Linked DNA regions of Mus musculus: region 1 is linked to region 2. Evidence: chromatin contacts called from public HiChIP or PLAC-seq data. All regions are on one chromosome and are shown on one strand. The core of a region is the stretch at or near the end of the contact, and the rest is flanking DNA. Distances in the headings are between cores, read along the strand shown. Region 1 has its middle 4.8 kb from the start of Gm34801. Region 2 has its middle 25 kb from the start of Eml4.

The links. HiChIP or PLAC-seq counts read pairs in DNA pulled down with a chosen protein or histone mark.
Region 1: a contact with region 2 is called in an HNF4G HiChIP or PLAC-seq map of pancreatic cancer cells. The contact joins two enhancer-like sites. A contact is called at or near these places in 3 of 39 promoter capture datasets (the HPC-7 cell line, embryonic stem cells and stem cell-derived epiblast-like cells), 4 of 484 Hi-C or Micro-C datasets (the N1E-115 cell line, cerebral cortex, embryonic stem cells and 1 more), 2 of 115 datasets of contacts at active chromatin or transcription factors (double positive thymocytes and pancreatic cancer cells) and 1 of 9 other capture datasets (embryonic stem cells).

The regions. Positions count from the first base shown.
Region 1 is chr17:83,568,935-83,576,503 of GRCm38.p6, forward strand. It overlaps a transcript of Kcng3 not described here. Among named protein-coding and RNA genes, the nearest start is that of Gm34801, 4.8 kb to the left of the region's middle. Within about 2 kb of position 5,852, at least 12 of the 459 cell types and tissues checked have an H3K27ac peak or open chromatin away from gene starts, as enhancers often do. A contact at or near this core is called in pancreatic cancer cells, where this site is marked.
Region 2 is chr17:83,322,376-83,329,418 of GRCm38.p6, forward strand. No RefSeq gene overlaps it. Among named protein-coding and RNA genes, the nearest start is that of Eml4, 25 kb to the right of the region's middle. Within about 2 kb of position 1,651, at least 147 of the 459 cell types and tissues checked have an H3K27ac peak or open chromatin away from gene starts, as enhancers often do. A contact at or near this core is called in pancreatic cancer cells, where this site is marked.

The sequences.
Region 1 (7,569 bases), core at 4,602-7,101, 250 kb after region 2:
AACTCACCTTACTCTAAGAAAAATACCTCCACACATAGACTCAGAAAAGGCCCAGGAGGAAACAGACCAAAATGCTAAAAATAATTGTATAGGTTTACATGAGAGTCAACATGTATTGAGTTCCACGACCTGCTGGCCTCTGGGTTGTATGTGAGGAATACAGTAATTATCAGAACATAAGGTCATTGTTCTGGTGAAACATGGACCTGTTATCATGCCTGAACTATAAAGGGTGACCAGTGGTGGTGGGGGCATCCAATGACAGTGGTCCCCGGGGGAGGAAGCATTTACACCGAGGCCTGAAGGAGGAGTTGGCGGAACACAGGGAAGCCGTGGAGGCAGGGGCTGCAGGGGCTGCAGGGGCTGCAGACTTTCTTCCTTAGAATTATCAGAATGTCTTTTGAGTTTTACAAAGGCTGATGTCAGCCTCATCACACGTGCACGCCTCATGCCTCTGCCTCCTGAGGCCTGGGACTGCAGGTCTGTGCTCTGTCCAGCTTACTTATTTCTGTAAGCCCCTCTTCTCTCTCCTTTTCTTCTGATTTTTCCTTTTTATATAACATCTGGTTACACAGCAGAGGCCGATCTCAAATTCCTGATCCTCCTGCCTCAGTGTTCTCAAGTGTTTGGGTTTTGTTTGTCTTGGTCTGTTCTTTTGAGAGTCTTGCCTATGTCTCTCAAACTTGTGGCAATCTTGTCTCGGCCTCCTGCATACTGGGATTGCAGACCTGAGTCACCACAACTGGTTTTATATTTTAAAACCAGTTAATGGGCACAGTGCCTTCCAACCTAAGTTCTGTAGGCAGTGTCTTTCTAGTCATAGCAAAGGCGTTTCAGTCAAAACTTAGTGGACAGGCTCATACCTAAAATCCCAATACACAGGGGACTGAGGCAGAAAATTAGTTTTTGGCCAGCCTGGGCTACATGTAAAACACAAACAGATAAATGAAAAGTCCCCACAAAAGCTTGCTTGGTGGCTCGAATCTGTAGTCCCAGCACTCTAAGGCAGAGGCAGAAGGAACGGAAGTCTAGGGTCGTCCTCAGCTACATGGTGAGTTTGATGCCAGTCTGGGTTACACTGAGACACTGTCTCAAAATGAACAGAGCCAGAACAACAAAAGCAGCACGCTGAGTGTATTTTAGCCAATCATCTTCCAGTGTTCACCTGGAGCCAGATGCAGGCTGGGAGAAACAAATAGAGAAGAGAACCCATGAGCCCGGAATCAGTAGGAAATCATGGGAAAGAACCACAGCAGATTCTTAATTAAAACACAGATCCAGAGAGATTAATTAAACATCCCAGGCAAGGGCCAGAGCAGTCAGCCCCACAGCCATGCTCAGATGGAATGACAAGTTATTTTCCTTTCAGTGCTAAAACCTTCAGTCCAATAGAAGATCCCTGATCTGACTGGCCAGAACCTAAAAATAAGACATGCCTGTTGGTAACAAAAATTTATAATTCTACACTAGAAGCCAACGTTTGCTAGTTATGTTGGGGAAAATAATTTAATGAGGCAAAATCCAGTGTTGGCTGGAAAGTGGTGGGACTGACCACAGGCAGTACACATGACGCCATGACTCCACGCGCCCCTCCTGAGAGGCAGTGTGACAGCATCCCAAACTTACAGAAATGGTGGCTGGAGAGATGGCTCAGTGGGTAGAGCGTTTGCTATCTAGATATAGAGAAGCCACGCCAGTGCCATGTGGGTGAGGAGACTACCTGCAGTCCCAGGCAACAGGATCAGGAGGACAGGGAATCCTGGAGCAAGATGGCTATCCAAATTAGCAGGAAGGGCAAGCTTGGGAGGGACTCAGTGAGCGACCCTGCCTCAAAATGCAGGGTGAAGAGCAACAATGGAGACATCTGACATTAGTCTTGGGCTTTTAGCAGGCGCATATGTATGCACTTGAATTTACACATGTGCCTACTAAGACTTTTGGGGTTGTTTCTATAAATCCCATCTTAACGGATAAATAACTTTCAGTGTATCTAAACACTGGTGTCCAGAAGCAATGCAGGCCAGTGAAGGGAGTAAATCCCTTGTTGCCTGAGTTTGATTACTCAAGCTCTATCCCTAGAACTCATGGTGGAGAAAGAGAATCAGTTCCTGAAAGCTGCTGACTTACCTCCAAATATTCAGTGTCACATGCACACAAACACGACCAGTAAACACACACACACACACACACACGCACACGCACACGCACACACAGAGCAATGGATGGCTGGGGAGTTTTCATAGTCAGAGGCAATGCTGCTGCAGCCTCACCCGCCCTCCTCAAGTCCCAGCTTATGAAAACTCCTGTATCTTTCATTGACCCCTTACCCCTCCAGAATGGCACTCCTCTGATCCACACCAGCTCCTTGTCACTGAATTCAGTAGATTCCTCTTAGTCCTGGAGCTTGTCTTATCAGGGGGAGACATTATCACTACGTTAATACTCCATCTTGGGCTCCTTGGTCCCGTCCCACTGCCCCATTTGTGGTTTTTTAGGGACCAGACACAGGTAACTTCCTCCTTTCCCTCAGTACTAAGAGTGACACCCCCACCCCCAATATTCTTTTCCAAACCAGTTTCTACTTCTATGGCCAAGCCAAAGATTTCCCAACGGATGACTTTAGATAGGTCTCTTCTCAGGACTTCAGGCAGAGCCACCAGCCTGTGGGATGTCTCCATTAGGATCCTGCCCACGTCACCTTCTAAAACAGAAAGCTGCTCACATAGTCTCTCTTACCCTTTCTACTGGATCCATTCAGCATCTTTTCCTTGCTGGACAAGAGCCACAAGTATTTTAATTCATCCCTTGGTCCCCGGTCTCTGTCTATATTGAATCTAGCCGGCAGTTCACTTCCTAAGCACAAGCCCTGACACGCCATGCCCCTGCCTGACATCCCTCAGTGGTTCTCTGTCTGCAGGCTTGAGCCCACCTCCTTGGCTGGCATGAGGAGTCTGCAAATCAGGTTTCTACGAATACTGCAGCGCCCCTCATACCCTGCCAACCGAGTACCAAAACTCTTGCTTTAGCACACTGAACCCAAAGCATCACCAAGCCTTAAGGGTCTATCTCTGAATGAGTCCGAGAACCACTCCTGCAGGTTCCCAATGAGAGGGCTGCCCTCTGGGATCTCAAAACAGCTACTTAACTTCCTGTCTTTCACCTCACTGATCTTGGTCCCCAGATCAGGGGAGAGCCTGGTACCCAGGGCAAGTGAGGTGAGAGGAGAGGTGACACCCAGTGACTGCTTGCTTTCCTGTTTTCTTTCATGTCTAATGTACAGAGTATGCCATCTCTGTACGTTTCAAAATCAAAAGCCGGTAAAGTGGCACATGCCTTTAATCCCAGCACTCGGGAGGCAGAGGCAGGTGGATGTCTGTGAGTTTGAGACCAGGCTGATCTACAGAGTTGCAGGACAGCCAGGGCTACACAGAGAAGCCTTGTCTCAAACAACAACAACAACAACAAACAGAGTCCTGCTGCCCAAGGGCTGGCCTAGCTCAAGTTCTTCTCTCTCAGGAACCCTCTGGCCCCTCAAGATCACACTTGAACTCCACAAACTCAAGACTGAGCAAGGCAGGAAGGCTTGCTCTACCGTTTTCGGCAGACAGGAGGACCACCCACAGGCGCTCACATTCCTTGGCTTTAGAAAGGCTACACTGCTCTGGGAGTCTAGTGCCAAAACACATTTTTGAACAAATATTAACCAGGGCTTCCCTGTATTCACAGGCTGAATACAAAAGAAGACGTACTTTGAAAGACCTTTTTTCAGACTTATAGATAGGAATGGCAGCACCCCCTCCCCTAACCCCCACATCTAACCCCATATTTCCCTATGGTATTATAACACAAGAGGGAGGGATGATCCTTGGAAATTCTCCCCTCCCCCACTTTAACCCAAACTTAGGTCATGATCTTCAACAGCGCACACTTCTTTGAAGTTTATGAAAAATAATCCAGTCATACATATAGTGTTCATTTGAACATCCATTATTTTTTTCCTTAAAAGAAAAACAAAAACCTGATTAGTTCCAAAAATAAAACCTGAAGTGGGGGGGGGGGGAAGCTCAGACAAGAAGCAGAGCTCGTGGCTAAGCAATCGTCACTGTGATTAACGGTGCGCCAGTGTTACCTGCCTCGTGGGCTCCTATCTTAAACATAATTAGCACAATTTCCCTGTGGCTCCCCACCGTCCTTAGCCTTTATGCCAAGTTCTTGAAGCAGCCACTTTAATAGCAATAAACGACAGGAAAGCTCTTCTGGTCTATAGGCAGACTCAGGTCTCAGGCAGGGAGCCCCCCCAGACGGATGCTGGGCCCTGTCAGCTCAGAGGGATGGCTTTTCTCTGCCCTCTGAAGTCACCATGAAGCCCATCGCCAGCACCCGCTGTGACAGATGAAGCAAGCAGAACTGCTCCAGGAAAGCCATGCCAGATGCCACCAGCCAGATGCCACCAGCCAGATGCCACCAGCCAGTGCTTGTACGGATGTGTCTGCTATGCTGCTGAGACCTGGGGAAAGAATTTGTGTACAGGTGGGGGGTGGGGGGGTTAGTAATGATGGTGCAGAGAGAATAGAGATGAGACGGGGGAGAGTCATGGAACTTGTTTGTTAGAACCGCAAGGGCCTAGCAGGCATTCCTGCCACTGGCAGCAGACTGAACACCAGCAACACCGGGAGTATAATTAGCAAGACTTCTGATTCAAATTCGCACACAGTTCATGCCTATATGTATGCATTATCATTAATTGGAATCTAATATTGATCATATTCTTACCATAGAGTAGTTGTTAAAAAAAAAAAGAGAATACCCATGAGCCTGAGGGACCACGTGACTGGCTCATGGCCACCCAACGACAAAGGCAGTACCATAGCCAGGAGACAACTTTTGAGGAGGGCACGGCTCAACTCCAGGGTGGCCACCATCTTGCCTGTACAAGGCCGTGGGTCCATCCCCAGTCCTGGGACAGGGTCTGCTTTATCCACCAGTCCTTTAGTGCAAAATGAAGCATTAGCTTAGAAGTCAGTCAATCAAGAAGGGACACAGAAGTCAGCTCAACAGAGTAACGTCCACTGCATATCAAACAAGAGCTGGGTTTCAAAGTCAAGATTTATTAATTCTTCAAATGTTCAAGCTATACAAATTCTGTTCTGCTGATGTGCATACAACATGTTTACAACAAAACATAGTAGATGTTTAATAAAATATTTATCTCCTTAAGGACTGAAGAGGCCAAAAAGCTTCAACCATGAGTTAAATACGGGATATACATTTATAGGTACTACCAAAGTCTGACATAAATACATATGTAACACAGCCATGAGAAACTGTGACCATAGGATCACACACTCTACTACATCTGTATTAAGGTATAAAACAAGGTTACATCACATAGACTAAGCTGATTTAAGGACTCTTTTATCAGGTGACAAAAGCTGTGACCATGAACCATCATTTCTCTAAGACTTAAGCATACAATTTAATTACCATAAGTCACACACAGACTATAGCATCCCCTTACCCTCCCTCTGTGTCATCTCCTAAACAGGCTGACACAGCACACCTGGCCCCTCTTGTGATGTGTGCAGTGACCATTAATGGTGGCGGTCGGTCAGTCGTGGAAATAGCAATATTGGGCACATGCCCATTCTACCTCGCCACTGCCATTAAGGAAAGAATCGATTAAAAGTGACTCAAACCAACGCCTCCTCTAATCTACTTGATCACTTTAAACAATAAAAGCTAAAAGCACACAAGGGTCGCCTCTTCCATACAATCTTTACGTGGTGAAGTATTTAATCCAGGTTTGGATCACCCAAAGTTAGACAGTGATTCTCTCCTGCGTGCACGGATTCTGTTGGGCCTGACTCATGAGGCACACGGAGAGATGAGTCACGGGCAAGCCTATTTGACCATATGAGGCTATTTTAAGGCAAGTTCTCTCTCTCTCTCTCTCTCTCTCTCTCTCTCTCTCTCTCTCTCTCTCTCTCTCTCACACACACACACACACACACACACACACACACGCCATTCATCCACCTATGGACTTTATCATATGACAGTCCTAGGAAGGAAGCTGAGGTACAACGTACTCAACATAAATACAGACATCAAACTGCAGAGACATTCATGGCTACATCCCTCCCATAACTAAATGAGAACTCTTCCAAATGTTTGTATATGACCCCAAATACCCGAGTCTGAATTCTAGAAAAAGTACTTTAAATTAAATTCTCCAATATCTTTGCAATAAGGCTTTCCACACAAGGCTAATTTTACTATAAGGTTACTTTGACAGAATTCTATAAAATAACACAAATGTGCACCAAAACTCAAGCTATTCTGTACTAAAGAGAGAGGCCTCGGTCTTAAAAGGGATGGCAGGGTGATTTATTGAAATTATTCTTACTCCAAAATCAAAATTGAAATACATAGAATTAAATGATTATTTTTTTAAGCTTAAAAGCTGAACTACCATGTTACAGATGGCCAAACGTATAAAGCACTTTATTTAGTGCAGACAGACACACACTTTACCCTTACATACATAATTCAACTAGAACACGATTCATAACATATAGATTACAAATTTTTTAAAAAATCTGTATAATGCAAACTTTGCAGAAGTAGATCTAGTCTTTACTTTCAAGTTAGAAAAGGCCTGACGGGTTCTCTTTGGGCATTTCCAGGCGATGGCTTTCTGAGATAAAGAGTAACACAGATCTGAGTCACAGGCCATTTGGTGCATTCACGTGCGAGCTACCAATCTGGAGCCCTAGAGGCTAAGAACGATGGATGCTACACACTGCAGAAGAAAAATACAAGAGCTTTCTGCTCTAACCCGAGACTTAGTCTATGTGTTTTTTAATTACTGGATAGACTGATGGAATGCCAGTCAGTAAAAATTTGATTACCAGCTAGAGTCACATTCAAAATGTTTTCCTTAAAACTGGAAGGAGCTCCACAGTGTTCCCAATACAAAGATAAACTGGTAAGTAAATAAACTAATGATAGGGAGAGCGCTTTAAAAAGTTACCACACTCATTTCCTCGACCAAACCCTCGCTGACATTAAGAGAGAAAAATTTGAATTATTTTTTTGCCCAATAATTTAATCATTTACTACGGAAAAAACGTTGCTTTAGGGGTAGGTTTGGCAGGAATCGCTTATTACGTTTCCAGATTAGATTAAAATAAAAGAAACAAGACAGGATTAAAAAAAATTAAGGCTACCTAACTGAACAAATAAAAATGATGATGGTGGTGGTGATGATGATGGTGGTGGTGGTGGTGATGATGATGATGTTAGCAAATGCTAACTGAGCAACTGTAGAGATTCACAACCCAAATTCCCCTCGTCCAGGATGCCAGCTGCCATCAGGTTGTGAGGTCCCGGCTCATTCTGTTGTAGGAAGATGTAAAAGCATCCTTGGGAGCTGGCGAGATGGCTCAGCGGGTAAGAGCCACCGTTCTTCCGAAGGTCCTGAGTTCAAATCTCAGCAACCACGTGGTGGCTCACAACCACCCATAATGAGATCTGACGCCCTCTACTGGTACGTCTGAAGTCAGCTAC
Region 2 (7,043 bases), core at 401-2,900:
CCTGTCCTCTTGGTTTTAACATGTGGACCCAGTGGTGACTGCTATTCCCCCAGTGAGGAGTCTGTGACTCCTTTTGGTTCCGGGTTTCCAGCTACAAGTAGATTTGTGGCGGGCTGGGAGGGGTGGGGGGGGGCTATAGGAAGAGTAGACAAGCATAGTCAACTTATTTCCTTTGCTTCTTCCCTGGGGATAGAGAGATCAGCCAGTCCCAGGGAAGGGAAAACTAGAGAAGGGGATAAAAACATGCAAAGCCTAGCAGGGGGAGCAGAGAAAAGAGATGGAATGGCAGCCGGCGCTGGAGCTCAGATGCCAGCAATAATCCGATGCCCTGCATCGCTCTGGGGAGAGGAGCCAAGACTTCCCAAATCCAGGCGCCCCAACTGGATTGCAAAAGACACACCCATCGGCCCACAGACAGACAGCGCTGCCCAGAACCCGTGAGACACCTTGGGAAGCTGCCCACGTTCTTGGAGACCTCCCTGTTAAAGCTGTCTTTGTACAAGGCGGACTATTGAACCCCCGGCCTGGCGATGCAGGGCTATTGCACAGAACTGGAAGGGGGCGGGTGTTTTTTTTGATGAGAGATTCGTTGCAGAAAATTTGTCCTCCGCTTTGTTGCAGGGCTAGCCGCCAGTTCTTCCCCGGGTGGCAGCAGGCAGGGCCGACTGAGCAGGCACGCAAAGGCGCTGGGAAAGCTTTGATGTCAACAGAGGTAGGCAGGGCAGGCCCCGGTGGAAAACTGTGAAGTCAGCAGTTATCTCTGGCACTCCTCCCTTCCCTTGGCTTCCCATTTCTCCACCCATTTCCCCCCTCTCCGCTTCCAACTTCTCATTTCCCAGAGGGACCCTGGAATATATGAAAACCCGCTGTCACCAGATCGGAGCGGCCCCTCCCCACCCCCCCTTCCAGGCTCCAACTATCACAGTCTGCTCTCTCCCCAAATCTAAAACAAACAAAGACACAAAGGCACGAGGTCCAGGTTCCATACATTTCCTAAGAAAAACCAATGCAGAAACCCTGCCCTTGATGCGCCCACAGTTAACCAACCCGCTGAGGAGTTTGAGGGCTTCAAGTTTGAAGTGGTCTCTTTCTGTCTCCTGGGCTTTAGAAGGAGTCCAAAGTGCCTCACACCAACACAGCTGCTTGGTGTATGGCTCAAATTTAAGCCACAAATTATAAAATGATAAATTCGCTGCTCAAGTCTCTTCCAGGAAAGACCATGTTGTCAAGATAAAGTTACAACCTCGTGGACGTAGGGGCCCATCTCACTGCTGACTAATCCTCACACTCATTTTCCTGCCTGAGAATTTTTCCCCCTTTATTTTCTCTGTGTCTGCCCGAGTGACCTCGAGCAGGGCGATCTTCAGGGGCTGCTCAGCCCTGGAGCTCCGAGCTTCGTTATATAATGGCTGCTTTCGTTTTGTGAGTAGGGAAGTTTAAGAAACATCTTTGTTCTTGGGCACTTCATGGCCCAAGAACAGTCCGAAAGGCCTTGCATGGGCAGCTGCGAGCACTTCAAACAACGGGCTGGAATGTGAAGTCTGTAGTAAAACAGAGCTGTTTAAGGAATTTGGGTCCTAAAGTACCTAGTCTGTGATCTGTGAAGATTGCAACATGAGTTCACTGTACTTTGGAATTCTCTTACAAGGTCTGTTCTGGTGACAGAATGGGACAAGGAATTAGGCCACATGCATGCCTTGTAATGAGTTCACTGCTGGAGCTTAGGCAAATACAAGGAGAGATGTCCAAGGCTGGCCCTCCTTACAGGCTCAGTCACACGGGCCTTTTGACCACCTGGGGCTGCAGGAAGCTGCCTCACCGTGCTTCCAGCGCTTCAGTTACACAACCGTGACCGTGTGTCTCCCAGGTCACCCTAGCCGAGAGGTCCAATGTGGTCATGAGTCATAACCACTTCAGCGTTTTCTCCTAGACTCCAGTCCTGTTGATTTACACTTTAGATATTCCGTCCTCCCTCCCTGGGGGTCCTTGGGTCCTGGGTGGTAGGCAGTTAGTGCTCTCCCGTGTCACTCCGCGTTGCCACGCATCCCACCCACTCTAGGCGCCACCGCAGCTGCTCCTGTTTCTGCTTTTCCTGAAGTCAGCCCCGCTGTCATTACGGCTGCTTTTTCTGGGATCCTTCAAATTGTGGAGAGAGTTCTTTTCCTGTGATTATAGCTCTTTCTTCCAATTTTGACTAGTCTGGCGTCTCTGTGATTATAGTTCATTAGGATTCCCAAAGCTAGAGAGAGAACTTTTTTAACGCTATCTTGTTTGTATTTTTTAAAATAACACTTATTATACTTTTTTTCCCAGAGAGCTATTAAAAAAAAAAAAAAACCCTCAGTAGTGGTTCTCAGTCTCATGGTCTCAATAGCCCTTAGCAGCATTTTCAGAAATAAAAGTAATATACACGTTGGGTAAATACTAAAACAGTAGACAAAAGGGGGTAGGTAAAGAGAATCAAGGTTTCCTCATTTTCAATATACTCCAAAAGCATATCTGTAGTGACTGGTTTTTATATATTGTTATTAATATAGTTTGTTATGTCCTCTTAAAAATTTACAGGAGATTTTGCTATATTCATGTTCTGCATTGCATTTTCCATCCAAAATACCACGCATCAAAGATCTCCTCCCTTCCTTTAATGACCTTGTCTTTCTTGGAGGAGAACGGACTTTCCACGGGAGAATCGCTCAGCATCACTCCCGGACCGCTCAGCATCGCTCCGGGGCCGCTCAGCATCATTCCAGGGCTGCTCAGCATCATTCCAGGGGCCCTAACGGTCCCTTTCCTTCCCTGGGCTGAGCATCATCTATCTGATTATTAAACTCAGGAGGACAAACTGTGTGCATTAAAATCAACTCTGCTCTTAAGATCCAGTCGTCTTGGGGGATCCCTCTGCTCCCTGAGAAGTGCCTGGACTGGTGCCACTCATGCACCTCTGGGTTTCAGCAGGAGGAAGTCTGTTTCTCCCTGCTTACTAGGAAAGAGCCTACAGTGCGGCATCTAATCGAAGCCTCATCTGATGTTCCTTTTGTCTTGTTTTGTTCAGAATCTCAGCAGGTCCCCCAAATATTACCATAGAGGTGTATCAAACTCTAGTTTGTAGTGATGGATATTCACTGATTAACAACACCCAAATGATCATTTTAAGCAAATATCTTGGTATATTAAAAAAAAATACAAGGACAGGCAAATTGTTTACAGAAGAATTACTAGACCAAAGACATGAGCTTGTAAGTCTAAATCAAGATAAAAGAAAAAAAATCAACCCCCAACATTGATAGAAATTGTGAAGGGACCTGGGGAAGTGGCTCGGTTAGCACAAAGTGCTGGCTCTGCACTTTATATGAGAATTTGAGTTTAATCCACCAGAACAGCTGGATGCCACAGCTCTGGGTGGTGGAGGACAAGAGGGTGCTTGGGGCTTGCCAGTCTAGCTAAACTGGTGAACTTCAAGTTCATCCAGAGGCATTGTCTCAAAAACTAAGGTTAAGTGCTGGGACCGTTGCACAGTGGTAGAATGTTGCCGAGCACGTGTGAGGCAGGTCCTAGGTTCAATTCCCAGCACTGGCAGGAAAAAAAAAATTAAAAATAAGGTGGATGGTGAGGAAGATATGGAACGTTACTTCCAGCCTATGAACACACACATGCACACACACAGAGAAAGAGAGGGTTGGGAAGGGAACACTGCTATAATAAAGGGGTCTACTTTTTCTTTCAGTTATAGGATCAAATCCAGGGCCTCGCATATACCAAGCAAGAGCTCTATCACTGAGGTACAACCCCAGCCACCACAAAAGGCAAAAAACTAACATTGATCTATTCCTTTTAATAAGATGGGTTCTGGCTAAGCGTGGTGCTGCCTGCCTTTAGTTCCAGCTCTTGGGAAGCAGAAGCAGACGGGTGTCTGTGAGTTCGAGGCCAACCTCGTCTACATAGAGTGAGCTCCGAGACAGCTAGAGCTACGTAACAGATCCCGACTCCAAAAACAAAAGATGTGTTCTGTGCTCTAAGCGTGCTATCTGTACTAATATTTTTCATCTCCATTATACCCTTGTGAGATGGAGATCAGTAGTACCTCCGATTTGTATACCAAGGGCCCTCAAATGAAATTTGTTAATGAGCTAACCCCAGGCCACTGCAATTAGTAGATGTGGAGGTTGTGTCTATGTCCCTGTGATTCCAAAGGCTGCTTTTAACCACCCACTACAAGGTGTTCCTATGGCTTGATCTGGTATTTGAAAATGTGTGGCAACTTTTGGGGGCTCAGTGCACACACGTGTTGTGCATGTATGATATATGTATGGCACACACAGCATCTGCAGCAGCCATACTCAGTCCAAACTGTGCACCTTACTAGCCGGGAGATAATTCATCTCTTCTTCTCATCAGCAAAGCAGAGCTGCTTATGGTGAGGTCATTTCGTATTTGGAAAACAAGTAAGTCCTCATTGAGTCAAATGAGTTCATTTACTTTACAATTATTTTTTTTATTCCAAAGGCAGCTGTGTGAATTTATATTTGTATTGTCATAAAATAATTCAAACCATATACAAGTATCTGTTCCCCCAAAGAGAAAGTTTTAGGCTGGAAAGCAGTTAGGTTCGGCAGCTAAAAGCCAGCCTCAGTACCAAAAGGGCAAGAAGTGGGAGTCTCCCTTTTGTTTCTATGAGTTTTCAGGCTTCTTCCTTCCTTCCTTCCTTCCTTCCTTCCTTCCTTCCTTCCTTCCTTCCTTCCTCCCTCCCTCCCTCCCTCCCTCCCTCCCTTCCTCCCTCCCTTCCTTCCTCCCTTCCTCCCTTCCTCCCTTCCTCCCTTCCTCCTTCCTCCCTCCTTTCCTTTCTTCTCTGTATATATACATTGTTGGCTTGTTTTGTTTTGTTTTATTATTGTTGTTGTTTTGTTTTATTGGTTTGTTTTTGAGAGAGGTGTTTCATGGATCCCAGGCTAGTTTTGAACTTGATACCTAACAACAGTACTTCTGACCCTCCTGGCTCTACCTCCTGGTGGCGGGATCACAGATGTGCACTGCTAGTTCTCATGGACAGGGTGCTGTGACTGAACCCAGGGCTCTGTGCACACGAGGTAAGCTCTTTACCAACTGAACCATATTCCCAGCTCAATGCACACAGCTGTATTTGCTGTATATAATTCAAGCATCCCACTAGGAGACCAGCTTTGCATAGTAATGAACACATGAGTTCTGGAACAAGACTGATTCCAATACAGGTTCCAGACCATCAACCCACGAGTGTGTGACTTCTGACAAGTGAACTAAGTCCTTGAAGCTCGGTTTTCTCCATTTCTATAATGAAAAAAAAGAATTCTTCCTTAATATGGAGAGTAGGTATTAATGTATGAAAAGCTCTTAAAATGTTATCCGTTGCACAAAAAATGGTTAGTAAATGTTATTACTCATAATAATCTGCACACGTGGTGTGGTGGCTTGAATGAGAACGGCCCCCATAGGCTCATGTATTTGCATATGGTATTGCTCCCCAGTTGGTGAACTGTTGGAAAGGATTAGAAGGCTCAGGAGATGTGGCCTTGTTGGAGGAAGTGTGTCACTCAGAGTGGGATTTGAGGTTTCGGAAGTTCATGCTAGGTCCAGTGGCTCTCCGTCTGCTGCCTGTGGATCCGGGTGTAAAGTTCTCAGCTACTGCCTTGCACCATTTCTGCCTGGACACTGCCATGCTCCTCACATGATGATAGTAATGGGCTAAGCCTCTAAAATTGTAAGTAAGCCCCCAATTAAATTCTTTCTTTTATAAGAGTTGTCTTGTTAATGGTGTTTCTCCATAGCAATAGAAATCCTAAGACACATGCTATACTGGGATTTGCTTCCTTTTAATATAACATAGGAATATATGTGTGTGTGTGTGTGTACATATATATATATATTTGTTTTATTTCTTTAAGCCTTTAAATATTTACTTATCTAACTTTATGCGTGTGAATAGTCTGCTTGCATATATGTATGTATGTATGTATGTATGTATATGATACTACATGCATGCCTGGTGATGAGGTTAGAATGGATAATCTGATCCCTTAAAATTGGAGTTACAGACATTTGTGAACATCCATGGGAGTGCTGGGAGCTGCACCTGGGTCCTCTGGAAGAACAGCAGGTGCTCTTCACCACTGAGCCACCTCTCGAGCCCAGATGTCTCATTTGAAAACAGCTATAGCACTTCATACCGCAACCGCTCTGCTTTATTTAAACATGTCCCCATTCAATGCTGCTCCTGGTATTTGGATCTCTTCTTATCTGAGGATGATATAGAATTTTAGCATTGATCACCAGCCCTAGTTTATTTAGTTTATTTTCTACTTTACTTATCTAACAAATACACACATCATTGGCTTTGCATAGATAACCCTTGACTGTGGCAGCGACACGTGCACATGATTAGCAGAGTAAAACAAACCTGTTTCATGACAGATGGTCTAATCTGAGCTCAGATTCCTCATTCTAAGTGGGCAAATGAAACGGAAAGAGTCACACTGCTAAAGTAAGGACGGTTTCATCACGATCATTATGGATAGGGAAACTGAGGCAGAGAGTAGTTTATTAGACTTGTCAGCAATGTCAACCCCCTTCCTGAGTTCACACAGTTCCTGTTTTTGGTTGCTGTTGTTTTGTTTTGTTTTGTTTTGCTATAGGGTCTTACTGTGTAGCCCAAGATGATCTTCGATGCACCAGTTTCAGGTTTATAAGCTTGCACCAACTACCACACTCAACTAAGTCCATAACTTCCCTTCCTCATTATTTTTTTTTAGACAGGCTCTCATTATGTAGCTCTGGTTGGCATAGAACTTGCTATGAAGCTCTCCTTCCTCTGTCTCCCAATGATGGGATTAAAGGTGTGTTCCACCAACTAAGCATGTTGTACCACTCCAAAACCTGTGGCTTTCACTTCACTGAAACTCCAAACCCTCATTCTGTCACCTTTTACACCCATCTTATGGATGAAAACTCTGCTTCTTTGGAATATATTTAGGAATCTAAATAGTAAGTAGCCCAAAAGGCTCTATGACTGC